Linked DNA regions of Sus scrofa: regions 1 and 2 are each linked to region 3. A link is a contact called in public Hi-C data. All regions are on one chromosome and are shown on one strand. The core of a region is the stretch at or near the end of the contact, and the rest is flanking DNA. Distances in the headings are between cores, read along the strand shown. Region 1 holds the start of VTI1B (vesicle transport through interaction with t-SNAREs 1B). Region 2 holds the start of ARG2 (arginase-2, mitochondrial). Region 3 holds the start of RAD51B (DNA repair protein RAD51 homolog 2).

Evidence for each region. A called contact is a pair of places that touch in the nucleus more often than the background predicts.
Region 1: a Hi-C map of skeletal muscle shows a contact between it and region 3, with 4 times the contacts expected there. The contact joins the promoter of VTI1B here to the promoter of RAD51B in region 3. A contact is called at or near these places in 1 of 47 Hi-C or Micro-C datasets (skeletal muscle) and 1 of 2 datasets of contacts at active chromatin or transcription factors (alveolar macrophages).
Region 2: a contact with region 3 is called in a Hi-C map of skeletal muscle, with 5 times the contacts expected there. The contact joins the promoter of ARG2 here to the promoter of RAD51B in region 3. A contact is called at or near these places in 1 of 47 Hi-C or Micro-C datasets (skeletal muscle) and 1 of 2 datasets of contacts at active chromatin or transcription factors (alveolar macrophages).

What each region holds. Positions count from the first base shown.
Region 1 is chr7:91,411,325-91,415,230 of Sscrofa11.1, reverse strand. VTI1B (vesicle transport through interaction with t-SNAREs 1B) reads left to right here and starts at 1,751. Exons shown (of 6, transcript NM_214437.1): 1 at 1,751-1,873. The coding sequence starts at 1,759. It overlaps RDH11 (retinol dehydrogenase 11), which reads left to right. Exons shown (of 8, transcript XM_005656347.1): 8 at 1-190.
Region 2 is chr7:91,341,715-91,345,630 of Sscrofa11.1, reverse strand. It overlaps ARG2 (arginase-2, mitochondrial), which reads right to left and starts at 1,644. Exons shown (of 8, transcript XM_001928679.5): 1 at 1,418-1,644; 2 at 456-528. The coding sequence starts at 1,528.
Region 3 is chr7:91,590,350-91,594,128 of Sscrofa11.1, reverse strand. RAD51B (DNA repair protein RAD51 homolog 2) reads right to left here and starts at 1,716. Exons shown (of 12, transcript XM_021099935.1): 1 at 1,640-1,716. It overlaps ZFYVE26 (zinc finger FYVE domain-containing protein 26), which reads left to right and starts at 3,649. Exons shown (of 42, transcript XM_021099396.1): 1 at 3,649-3,779. The coding sequence starts at 3,680.

The sequences.
Region 1 (3,906 bases), core at 502-3,001, 180 kb after region 3:
GTGGAGAAAAGAGTGTAGGACCACAGTCTTCTCATATTTGTAAATAATCTTTTGTTGAACTTGTTTTGACCATTAAACTAGACATAGTTATTTTACGGAAAAATTGGGAAACTTTTGATAATAGTGTGGAACTGAATTAATATTTAATGTATATTGAACTGTCAATCACAAATAAAAACTTTTGATTATGTATCATGTTTTTATTTACCAGAATGAAAACTGTCAGCATTAAACAAATTTAATTTGAACCAAAAGAAGAAAATAATTAAAGTTTAATTAGAGTCAAAGGAAGAAAACATTTCATTATTATAGTTATGCAGTCATTTCTCATTCTGAGAATAATTTGTCCCAGAGTCTAGTACAGTACAGTCTCAATTCAAATGCCATTAACTCTGGTTATGCGATAATTTGATTAGTCATTCACCCATTTTCTACTAATCTTTCATGAAGAAAAGATCACTTTTTCCATCCCAGGCTATTTGTTACTTCTTTTTGTACCTGTCCCTTTTATTTATAACACAATGCTATGGGACTTACCACAGTACACTGCCACTGATGACCTCAGACTTTGCTATCTATCTCTATGTTCAATATTAGGAGCTCAACAAAAATTTGTTGAATCAATGATCAATGAATTCGGTCTAATAAAAAACTAGGGTCCAGGAGATAAAAATTACCAAATCATTTACCCCTGGTCAGTCATATATTTTTAACATGTGCGGGCAGTTTTAAGTATTCCAGAATGGGCTCCATAGGCAAACTCATCAGTGAAAATAGGAATTTTCCTCCATTAAATCACGAAAACCCACGAAGTGCAGAAAAAGATCTTGTAATTGTTAACACATTACACTTGAGAGAGAGCTGATAAAAGCCAGGTCTGCCTTCATTATAAATTACCCAAGCGCAGAGAGAAACTTATTCACCAACACTTTCCCAGATCCCACCACAGTGACTACCCTTAAATTGACAAACACCGGCTAAGTGAACGAGTGCACCGCAGCTGCGGCGGCTAGAGGGTGAGTATTTTAGGGGCCACCCTGCCCGAGGGCCACTCCTGAAAGCATATGACTGATCACTTGACTCCCAGTCAAAGTGCTTTACTGCTTGAGAGCAGGCAGGAACCTGACCCAGCTATTTTCCGAAAACTGAAAGCTAACAGTCATAATGTGGACTGAATCAGAGTGGCCAAACATTACCACCAGAGTGAAGACGACGACCACGCGCTACCGATATGTTAGCGTCACGTCCGCGGCCGCGGCGACCACAGGGCCACCGCCCCCAACGATGCGTGACTTCCGAGTAGGGGCGTTTTCCGCGCCGAACTACAGCCCCCAGCATGCACTACAGCCCCTCGACGGAAGGCGGATCCCGAGAGGGAGGGGGCCGTGCCGCCCGGCCTGCGGGTCCCCAAAGTCCCTTCCGCTGTGGCGCTCTCCCCGACGCCGAGCTGGGTATTTCCCGGGTTCCGAGACTGCCGGCTAGCGTCAGATCGCTGCCACCCCCGCAGGAGTCGCCCGGGCAGCGCACGCTGCCAAACTTTCCGTCAGGCTTTGGCGCCTGGCGCGCCGTCAGTGACGCCATGCAGGGGGTGGGCGTTCCGGTTCGGCAGGACCCCGCCGCGGCGCCGGAAGCGCCTCGTCCTGGGAGGTGGTGGCGGCGGTCGCCGTGATGCCTGCGGGGCTGGGCGGCTGACGGTGGCGTAGAAGTGGGCCCCGAGCCCTGAGTCTCGGCGGCCGCTGTTGTAGAGCGGCCTCCGCCATGGCCACCTCCGCCGCCTCCTCGGAGCATTTCGAGAAACTGCACGAGATCTTCCGCGGCCTCCATGAAGACCTACGAGGGGTGCCGGAGCGGCTCCTGGGGATAGCAGGGACAGGTAAGGCGGGGGCGGGCTGAGCCTAGGGGAACCCGGCTCCGCCAGCTCTGCGAGGAAGGGCCCCCACCCTCTTCTCTCGCTTCTCATTCTCAGACACGCCCCCTAAGGTTGGCTGGGTCCAGGCACCCGGGAGCTCCCTACTGCCAGGTGTTCCCTTTTGATCCTATAGCGTTCAGATTTTTCTCGTTTCGTCTTCAGCGTGGCAAGAAGAGTACAGACCTTAAATCTGAGATGCTGTGTTTCAGTAGAATGGGTTTCTTTTGTAGCTTTCTGTATTTTTGTTTTATATATCCAAAACTATTTTCAAAAGAGACCCAGACTGGCAGAAGAGCCGTAGCACAAAAAAAGTTCAGAACCCAAAGGAGTCATAACTCTGGGGGTTGGTAAGTAACCAGTCTTGGAGGGGGGGTTCTTTAAAATCAGGATTGTGATCATTAGGTATGGTCGTCCTCTGAACTCCGCCTAGACTGTTTCTTGCTCCTTGATTTTAAAGTTCGGATTGCTGCAGGTTTTGCTTGGAGGAAATAAAGAGTTCGAATTCACATAGGGAAGTTTGCCATAGTTTTTTGTCCTAAGACAAATAGCTCTCCATGGCAAAGCAGGTAAGATTTTTGTTGTTTTTACTTAAGTGTCAAAGCTTGAGTGTTTGCTCTGTGAGTTCCTCAAGGTCATATGAATTGACACACTGGTGAGAATTATATCTTTGTTTAACATATTTATTGGAGGAGTCTGCTGTGTGCTAGGCACTGTCCTAGATGCTGGTAATATTACAAACTACAGTGAAAACGCTTAAAGTCTCTTCTATAGGTTGATGATAATATAAATATCAAGAGGTGGTGCGGAGTTCCCGTCATGGCTCAGTGGTTAACGAATCCAACTAGGAACCATGGGGTTGCGGGTTCGATCCTTGACCTTGCTCAGTGGGTTGATCTGGCGTTGCTGTAAGGTGTGGTGTAGGTCGCAGACTCGGCTGGGATCCCGCATTGCTGTGGCTCTGGCGTAGGTGAGTGGCTACAGCTCCGATTCAACCCCTAGCCTGGGAACCTCCATATGCTGTGCGAGCAGCCCAAGAAATGGCAAAAAGACAAAAAAAAGAGGTGGTGTTAAAGCAATGTGAGAAAATAAAACAGGGCAAAGAAATAGGGAGGGGGCTCTAGCTTTAACTTGAGTAGCTGTGAAAGGCCTCTTTGAGGAGGTGATTTGAAGTTAAGTTGAGCAGAGATTTGAAGTAAGGGGGTGAACCATTCAAATCTGGGGAAAGTGAGAGTCAGGAAGACAGAACGGTACTGCAGAGATCCTTGAGCAGAAATGAGCTTGGTATATTCTAGGAAGAACAAGAAGGTCAGTGTTTGGGGTGGAAGGAGGAGATTGTGATAATAGATGAAGCTTTAAAGAGGTAGGCAGGGCCAGATCACCTGGGGCCTTGTGGAAAAGATTCCCATCTTTTTCTAAATGCAGTGGCTGGCAATTGAAAGTTTGTTTTTTTTTGTTTGTTTGATTTTCCTCCTGTCTTTTGAGGGCTGCATTCGTGGCATATGAAACTTCCCAGGCTAGGGGTTGAATTGGAGCTGCAGCTGCCAGCCTACGCCACAGCCACACCAATGCCAGATCCTAACCACATCTGCGACCTACATCACAGTTCACAGCAACACCGGATCCTTAACCCACTGAGCCGAGGCCAGGGATCAAACTTGTGTCCTCTTGGATCCTAGTCAGTTTGCTACCACCAAGCCATTCCGGGAGCTCCCTAAAGGGTTTTTAACAGAAGAGCAATGGAATCTGATGTACGTGGTTGAAGAATAGACCATTTTGGAGTTCCTATTGTGATTCAGCGGGTTACCAGACTAGGATCCATGAGACTCAGGTTTGATACCTGGCCTTACTCAGTGGGTTAAGGATCAGGTGTTGAAACAAGCTGCAGCATAGCTCACAGATGTGGCTGTGGCCTAGGCTTCTAGCTGGTAGCTGCAGCTCCGATTCAACCCCTAGCTCCAAGAACTTGGGTGATTAAGCACTGAATAATGTATATAGCA
Region 2 (3,916 bases), core at 395-2,894, 250 kb after region 3:
AATCAGGGAAGTTTGAAAAACACCAATCTAAGGCTCTGTTTACATACAGAGAGTTCATAAACCTAGCGAGGAAACGAATGATTTCAAGACAGGAAACTGGTTAGACAGATGAATCATAAAGCACCTCATGACTGAGTTAAGAAAGCTAGAATTTTGGGGAAAGGTTGGGTGTGTAGAGCGGGAGAGCCAGCATTCTCACCACCACTTTGCAGTCACTAGCAGCTTGTTCCTGGCCCTGCCTCACTCCACCTCCTTGCCTTCCACACAATATTGCACCAAGACTTTGCCTGAAGACTCCTCCATAGATCTTAAGTTGCATGTGGAATCCAAGGGAGGATGGGAGATGCTTTCCAAGGACACAGCTGACACTGTGCAGTCCCTGGATATAAGAGAATAGAACTTTCAACTCACTGTTCTGTTACCAGCCCTCAGACATCTAAAACGCAGCCACTTACCCAAATCAGAGAGCCTTTTCATCAAGCCAGCTTCCCTTACAGCAGCTGGACCATATTCCACTCCTTTTCTTTTCTGTAAGATAAACTACACGGTTAGATATAAGGAAAGATGACTGAAAATAAGACCACTTTAGTTCACAATACAGAACTCTGCAATGTTATACCTAGTTCCCAGCAGATCTCTCTGAGAACTTGTGATAGCATCAACCCTTCCTAAGGTTTGGCCATTTCAAACATTTGCAGGGAAGCAGGAGAAACAACAATCACTAAAATCAAATCAACCTTTCATGCTCTTCCTTGTAGGAAGTGCCGGCAAGCTGAATCCAGTCAAAGGAATGGGCTAAACCAAGCCAGAGCTGATTGTTGGGGGTGGGGGTATGTGTGTCCTGGCCAGAGGCCAGGCTCCTGTACCAGTGAGCCCTCCACGACTGTAGGTTTCTTTCACTGAAAGGAGAACAAAACAGCCCCTTCCGTCTTCCCGCCGCTAGAGAGGCAAGCGCCAATTTCCTTTCCAATTAATGCTCTTTCTGAGAATGGACCGTGAAGCCTTAAATCCTCGGCCGTTCTATTTAACTTCTTCTCCCTAGATTTTCTACAGGGGAATCTGGTCGGTTTCTCCTCCTCCAGACCCTCAATAAAATCCTCTCCCACCTTTCTTCTCGTCCATCACCCCAAGCGGAACCCACCACCTCACGCTCCTCGGGGGGAGGCCAAAGAAATACACCAGCCTGCTGCCCCCTGCCCGCATCGCAGAGAGCCCTCCATCCCCTCCCTCCTTCTCCATCTTGTACAAAGGGAAATTCCACGTGCTCTTCTGGTGCCTAATCGCGGGACTCCACCCCTCGTCCTCCCTCCATCCTCGCCTCGCCTCCCCATCCTTCCCACCAGCTCGATTTCTCCAGACTGGGGGAGGGGAAAGAGATCTCGCCCCAAGGTACTGGGTCCCGGTTCTCAGTTCTCACCTGCCCCCGTGAGAATGGGGCTCCAATGACAGCCACGGAGTGGACGGACTTCTTCGGGGCGGAATGCACTTGCGTCCGGAGGAGACGCGAGAGGCTGCTCCTCAGGGACATGATACGAAGGGCAGGACGTAAAGAAGGATGACGAGCGGCGTGCGGCTCCGCGCATTAAGTGAGAGCCGCAGCCCGCCGCGGTTACCTAGAGGCTCGCTCGCTCGCCGCCCCGCCCCGTGACGTCACCGCCGCCTGATCCCGCCCAGGCCCCGCCGCCTCGCCCCCAACCAGCCCCCAGCACACCTTCCCGCAGGCCCCGCCCACTGCTCCTCCCGGCCCTGCACGCCCTCGCTGGTCGCTGGACTCTGGCCCCGGCTCTCCAGATAGGGAAAAGCCCCTGCCGCTGACGCAACAGGGCCAAGATCAGGGCCTGGCCAATAAGAGTGCAGTCACGGAGAGGTGTGTCCCTTGGCGGCAAGCGGCTGTCCCCCGCAAATTCTCGAGCTCTGAGGAACAAGTGAACCGACACGCAGGCTCGGGCTTCACGACTCTCGCACGGGCTCCACACAAATGCACGCTTGGCAGATGCCGATTCTAACGCAGGGCTGGCTGGGCTGAGCTTGACCTTGCCCGAACTGGCGTGAGTGCCCTGCCGAGACCAAGCTCGCGTCCGTAGACTCGGTTTCATCTCGGAGCTCAGAGTCCAGGAAACGTGCTTATCCCCTCTTTGGGCGTCGAAAGCTAGGAGGTCCAGTGTAAATTAGACATCTCTGGGTCAGGCATGTTAATAATAACCTATTTTAGGTATTTTGGGTGGGAAGTTTAGGATGTACAAATTACCTTCTAGACATTTTCAATTCTTTACCTGAATACTGGGAACACTGGTTATTAAAAACCGAACACGGCAACATATCTGGACGACTTCTAAATTGGGGGAGGCTAAAGAGCTAAAAGTGACTAAAGTTTTAATAATAATAATAATGATATTTTAATAATAATAACCAACGAAATTTCAAAGAACTTTTAGCCCTCTTAACAATTCCACAAAGTATGGACTATTTTTTTTTTCTTTTTATGGCTGCACCTGCAGCATATGGAAGTTCTTGGATTAGGATTCAGTTGGAGCTGCAGCTACAGGCCTGGCCAACAACGATCCCAGCCACATCTGTGACCCACATCACAGCTTGTGGCAATGACAGATCCTTAACCCACTGAGCGAGGCCAGGGATCAAACCTGCATCCTCAAGGACACTATGTAGGGTTTTTTTGTTTTTTGTTTTTTCCATTTTTTTGCCTTTTCTAGGGCCGCTTCCTGCGGCATATGGAGGTTCCCAGGCCAGGGGTCGAACCGGAGCCGCAGCCGCCGGCCCACACCAGAGCCACAGCAACGCCAGATCCGAACCACGTCTGCAACCTACACCACAGCTCACGGCAACGTCGGATCCTTAACCCACTGAACAAGGCCAGGGACAGAACCCACAACCTCATGGTCCCAGTTGGACTCTTAACCACTGGGCCACGATGGGAACTCCCTATGTAGGGTTTTTAACCCTGGCTGAGCTACAATGGGAACTCCAAGTATGGACTATTTTTAAGTGGCAGGGGAGTTTCCCGTTGTGGCTCAGCAGGTTACCAACCGGACTAGCATCCCTGAGGATGAGGGTTCAATCCCAGGCCTCGCTCAGTGGACTAAGGATCTTGCATTGCTGTGGCTGGGGCATAGGCCAGCAGCTGCAGCTCCAATTGGACCTGTAGCCTGGGAATTTCCAGATGCAACAAGTGCGGCCCTAAAAAGCAAAAAATAAGTGGCCGGGAAGTTCCCTTCCAGCGCAGAAGGTTAAGGATCCAACCTTGCCACAGCTGTAGTGCAGGCTGCAACTGCAGCAGGGGTTCCATCTCTGCCCTGGGAACTTCCATGTGCTCTGTATGGCAAATAAGTAAATAAATAAGTAGACAGAAACAGCATTGGAGAAGATAATTTACCTGCCCAAAGTCACTGTAGCTTGTAAGTGGTAGAGCTATGTGACTTCAGATTCCAAGATCTTAACCATGATTAGCGTCTTGCAGGAGGACCTGCATACCTACCAAAAATAAATTCTTTCTTTTTTTTTTTTTTTTTTGCCATTTCTTGGGCCGCTCCCATGGCATATGGAGGTTCCCAGGCTAGGGGTCTAATCAGAGCTGTAGCCGCCAGCCTACGCCAGAGCCACAGCAACGCAGGATCCGAGCCGCGTCTGCAACCTACACCACAGCTCACGGCAACGCCGGATCCTTAACCCACTGAGCAAGGGCAGGGATCGAACCAGCAACCTCATGGTTCCTAGTCGGATTCGTTAACCACTGCGCCACGACGAGAACTCCCAAAAATAAATTCTTATATAAACACTTGAAATTTTTTTTTCACCTGATGCCAACTTACATGCTGCTCTCCAAAATATTTCAGAAGTCTCCATGGCAACATCGTAACTCCAAGGAGCTTCAGGATATTATAAGGCTGTTTATTTTTAG
Region 3 (3,779 bases), core at 467-2,966:
CCTCGCTCAGTGGGTTAAGGATCCGGCGTTGCCTTGAGCTGTGGTGTAGTTCGCAAACACGGCTCAGATCTAGCATTGCTGTGACTGTGGTGTAGGCCAACAGCTATAGCTCCGATGCAGCCCCTAGCCTGAGAACCTGCATATGCTGTGGGTGTGGCCCTAAAAAGCAAAATAAATAAATAAATAAATACACACTGCTGAGCTCTGAGGCACAAGAATCATTTAAGCGTTTTTCCTCCTCTTTGGGAACTCGCAGTAAACAATGAAAGAGAAGTATACACAAATAATCACAGTCATTCAGTAAGTATTGTCACTGGAATTTAAATGTGCTTTGGAACCAGAGAGGAAGAAGCAGTTCCTTCTTCCTCTGACCTAAAAGTCACAATCCTGTCAGAGGTAGCCTGCTAGAAATTTGCTCCAATCCTGTTACTCTCATCCTTTAAAACTGCCCATGGTTCCCTGAGACCACAAGATAAATTCCACACTTCTTAATGATGGCCTAAAGAGTCTTCATAAACTGGTCCCTCACTTCCCTCTCATTCCTATTTCAGAGTGCAAGGCCCAAACCCTGGCATTTCTTGCAAAGTCACTTGCTTCCCAACATCTTAGTTTCCTCATCTGAAAAACAAGCACAATTCAAATATCTGCTCCACAGGAATGCAATGAAGGTTAAAGGATGTGGATGGTGCATGGCATGTGGAGACCAAGGCTGAGTCATTATCAATTCCTTAAGCAAAACAGCAATTGCTGTCTCACCTGACCTGCCTTCCAGCCATAACATTGATAGGTTACACAAGCACCATTCTGCCTTCCTGACTTTCTTCCACAAAGACTTGCCACAACTTAGTCTCTTCCCCTCCAATGTTCTCATTCTACTGTGAGCACATTTGTCCAATAATCTTATTAACGTATTGTTATGGCTTGCATGCTTATTTCTTCAACCAGAAACTGAATTCCTGCTCTGCTTGTGCGTGCACGCGCATGTAAATGAGGGGGTGAAGGAAGACATTCAATCCTGGAAACTGAATCCTCTCATTTAAAAAAAAAAACCTCACGTTAGACGGTCAATGGAAACTGTGAATTAACAATAAGATATATTTCTTGAGCCCTTATTAGGCGCCATTGTAAACCCAGTTTACAGATTAAGAATAATGAGGCACTTAATTGAATCACTTGAGCAAATTCTAACAACTAGCACACGGTGGAGTCCGCGCATTCGAAACCAGGAATCTGACTGCAGATCCCATGCTATTAAATACCTCTTCTTCAACGTCACCTGAAGATAGGCAGAACACTAAACGTCCTTTAATGACGAGCTCCCCTACCTAGACCTCAAACTACCTGCAATTGCGAAGATGGATGGACATCAAGAAGCGAAATCATCATCCCAGAACCCCCTAAAAGAGCTGCTCCCAACAAGGTGCAGCTTCCCAGCATCGCTCACAAAAGAAGGCCGGACGCCTTCACATACGCGGCGGGTCTCAAGTTAAGATCCCTAAGGACCTAAGGGGGCGTGCCCTGTAGCCAAGAGTGACTCTCTGCTCCCCTAATAGGAACACCAGGGGTACAGAAAGCGAGCAGAAAATAATGACCGCACCCCACTTCCCCGAACCGCCCGCCACATGAAACTTTCCAGTACCGGGTCTGCAGCATCCAACTTTCAAAGTTTCCCCTACCCCTCACACAGTTCCCGGTGGAAAGTGACGCGAAGCAACAACCGAAATGCTGGTTGGGCCATCCGCCTGCCAAGCATCCAATCAAAGGTAGGCACAGGCCCAGGTCGACTCCGCTGCTTGCTGGGAATTGTAGTTCTATGAAATAAATCTACGAATCCCAATTTCCCAATACAGTGGTTATCAAAATCCGGTGGAGAGAGAGTTCCCTTGTGATGCAGAGGGATTAAGGATCCAGCATTGTCACTGCAGCGGCTCTAGTGGTTACTGTGGCGAGGATTCCATCCCTGGCCCAGGAACTTCCACCGTTGGGGGGCGGGGGGGGTGCGCGGAATCCAGTAGAGGGAACATCAGATCAGTAAGAAGAGTATGAAGACTGGAATTTTTCTTTTATTTCTTTTGTCACTACATATAAAAATTTGCATAATGGATCAAAGAGACGTTATTTTTCTGGGCGTAGATGAGAATCCTCCAATCATAGAAGAGATTTTGCAAAAGAGCCTTTGATTTGTTTCGGTTTACTTTTCCACCACTCTTTGGTGGTGAAATAGTTTGGAAAATGCTGAATGAAAATGCTCAAACCAAAAGCACGTAATGGGGAAATGTAAGAGTCTATAGTTGAAGAAAAACGTGAAGGAAACCAAATCAAAGGTTCAATGTAAAAGCAACTGTAATTAGGAAATCGTTACTTTTTAAGAGTCAGTTTCAGATTATTGTATTTGAGAGAGGCTTTTGCTCACTCTTTGCTCTCATCTCCTTTGTGCATACCTCTATCTTATAATTTAGCCCACTGCATCCTAATTATTGACCTGCACCCCTCACTAAACTTGTGAGCGCCTTGAGGACAGGGACCGCATCTTATTCAGCTTCTAAAGTAGGGCCAGGCACACATATCAATTAACAGTTGTCGGGTAAATGAGCAAATGAATGAAGTTAGGCAGAAGAAAATGGGAATTCAAAACGTAGGGTTCTGGGATTATAAGAGGGCCCAAGTGTTTGTTGCAATAATGGAGAAGGACTGGTTTCCCTGCTCTGAGTATCCCCAGGGCGTGGCAAAGCACTATCACAGGTTGGCGCTCAGTAAACGCTGAGTTCAAACTAGAAAGAAAAGAGAAGGAAAAAAAATCAAGGCATACAGCTATTCCTAACACTTGCTCCACCGAATGCAGAATGGAACCTGTCAAGCGGAATAGCTGTCAAAACTGTGAGGGATGGTCCTGAGCCAGGTGATAACCTCTTTCCTAGCTACCTAGCTTTCGCTAGTCGCTAGAGGTGGTGTCACGTGACCAAAACAAATATGGCGCTTTATTTGCATCTTTTCCCTCCATTGACCAATACGAGTAGGCAGTAGGCGTTGTCCTCGTCATTCCCGCCCCTCCCTTAACCTCCCGAACTGGATTTGTCACCTGACTCGGCTCAAACATGGCTGCGCTGGAAACTCTACTGCTTTGGGCGCTGGGAGCAGGTGAGTGTAAAGCGCCCCAGAGAAGGCGGGGCCCTCTCCACGACCCCTAGAGAGAGCGTCCCTGCGCCCCAATCCCTTCCGCCCTCCAGTTCTGACACGTTCCTTTCCTGATTTTCAATCCTCTGCCTTTAAAGAGGGCTCAAACTAGGAAGCTTCCTGCCGAATTTCTCATCCTTAAAGAGAAGATCACCTGGGGATTTGGAGCCGGATTGGGCATAAAGTTCTGGAGGAAAGACGGAAATCGAGTTTGGGGTCTGCGCCGCGGGCTAATGTGACGATTAATGTGAATTCAGTATTGGATGCGCGTAGAGAGATGGGATCCACCCCTAGGGAAAAGGTGGAACTTTTCAAAAGGAGATAATAATATGTCAAATCATATTTACAAAGATAATTAGAAACATAAGCCCCGCCTTTCTCAGTGCAGCTAGTAGTCACTCGTTCCTGTCTATTGTTTCTAGGCGGTACCCCACGAATGAGAAAATTGACGATGTGTTTTGCGTAATTCATCTCTTTCTGTCTCCCTGCACTCTGTGCTGGGAAAATGCATCATCCATTTGGAAAAGAGGAAACTGCTTCTCAGAAGCAGCTTTTTGGATTTTTTTGTGAGTGCCTTCGGAGAGGAGAATGGGAGCTGGCACAGG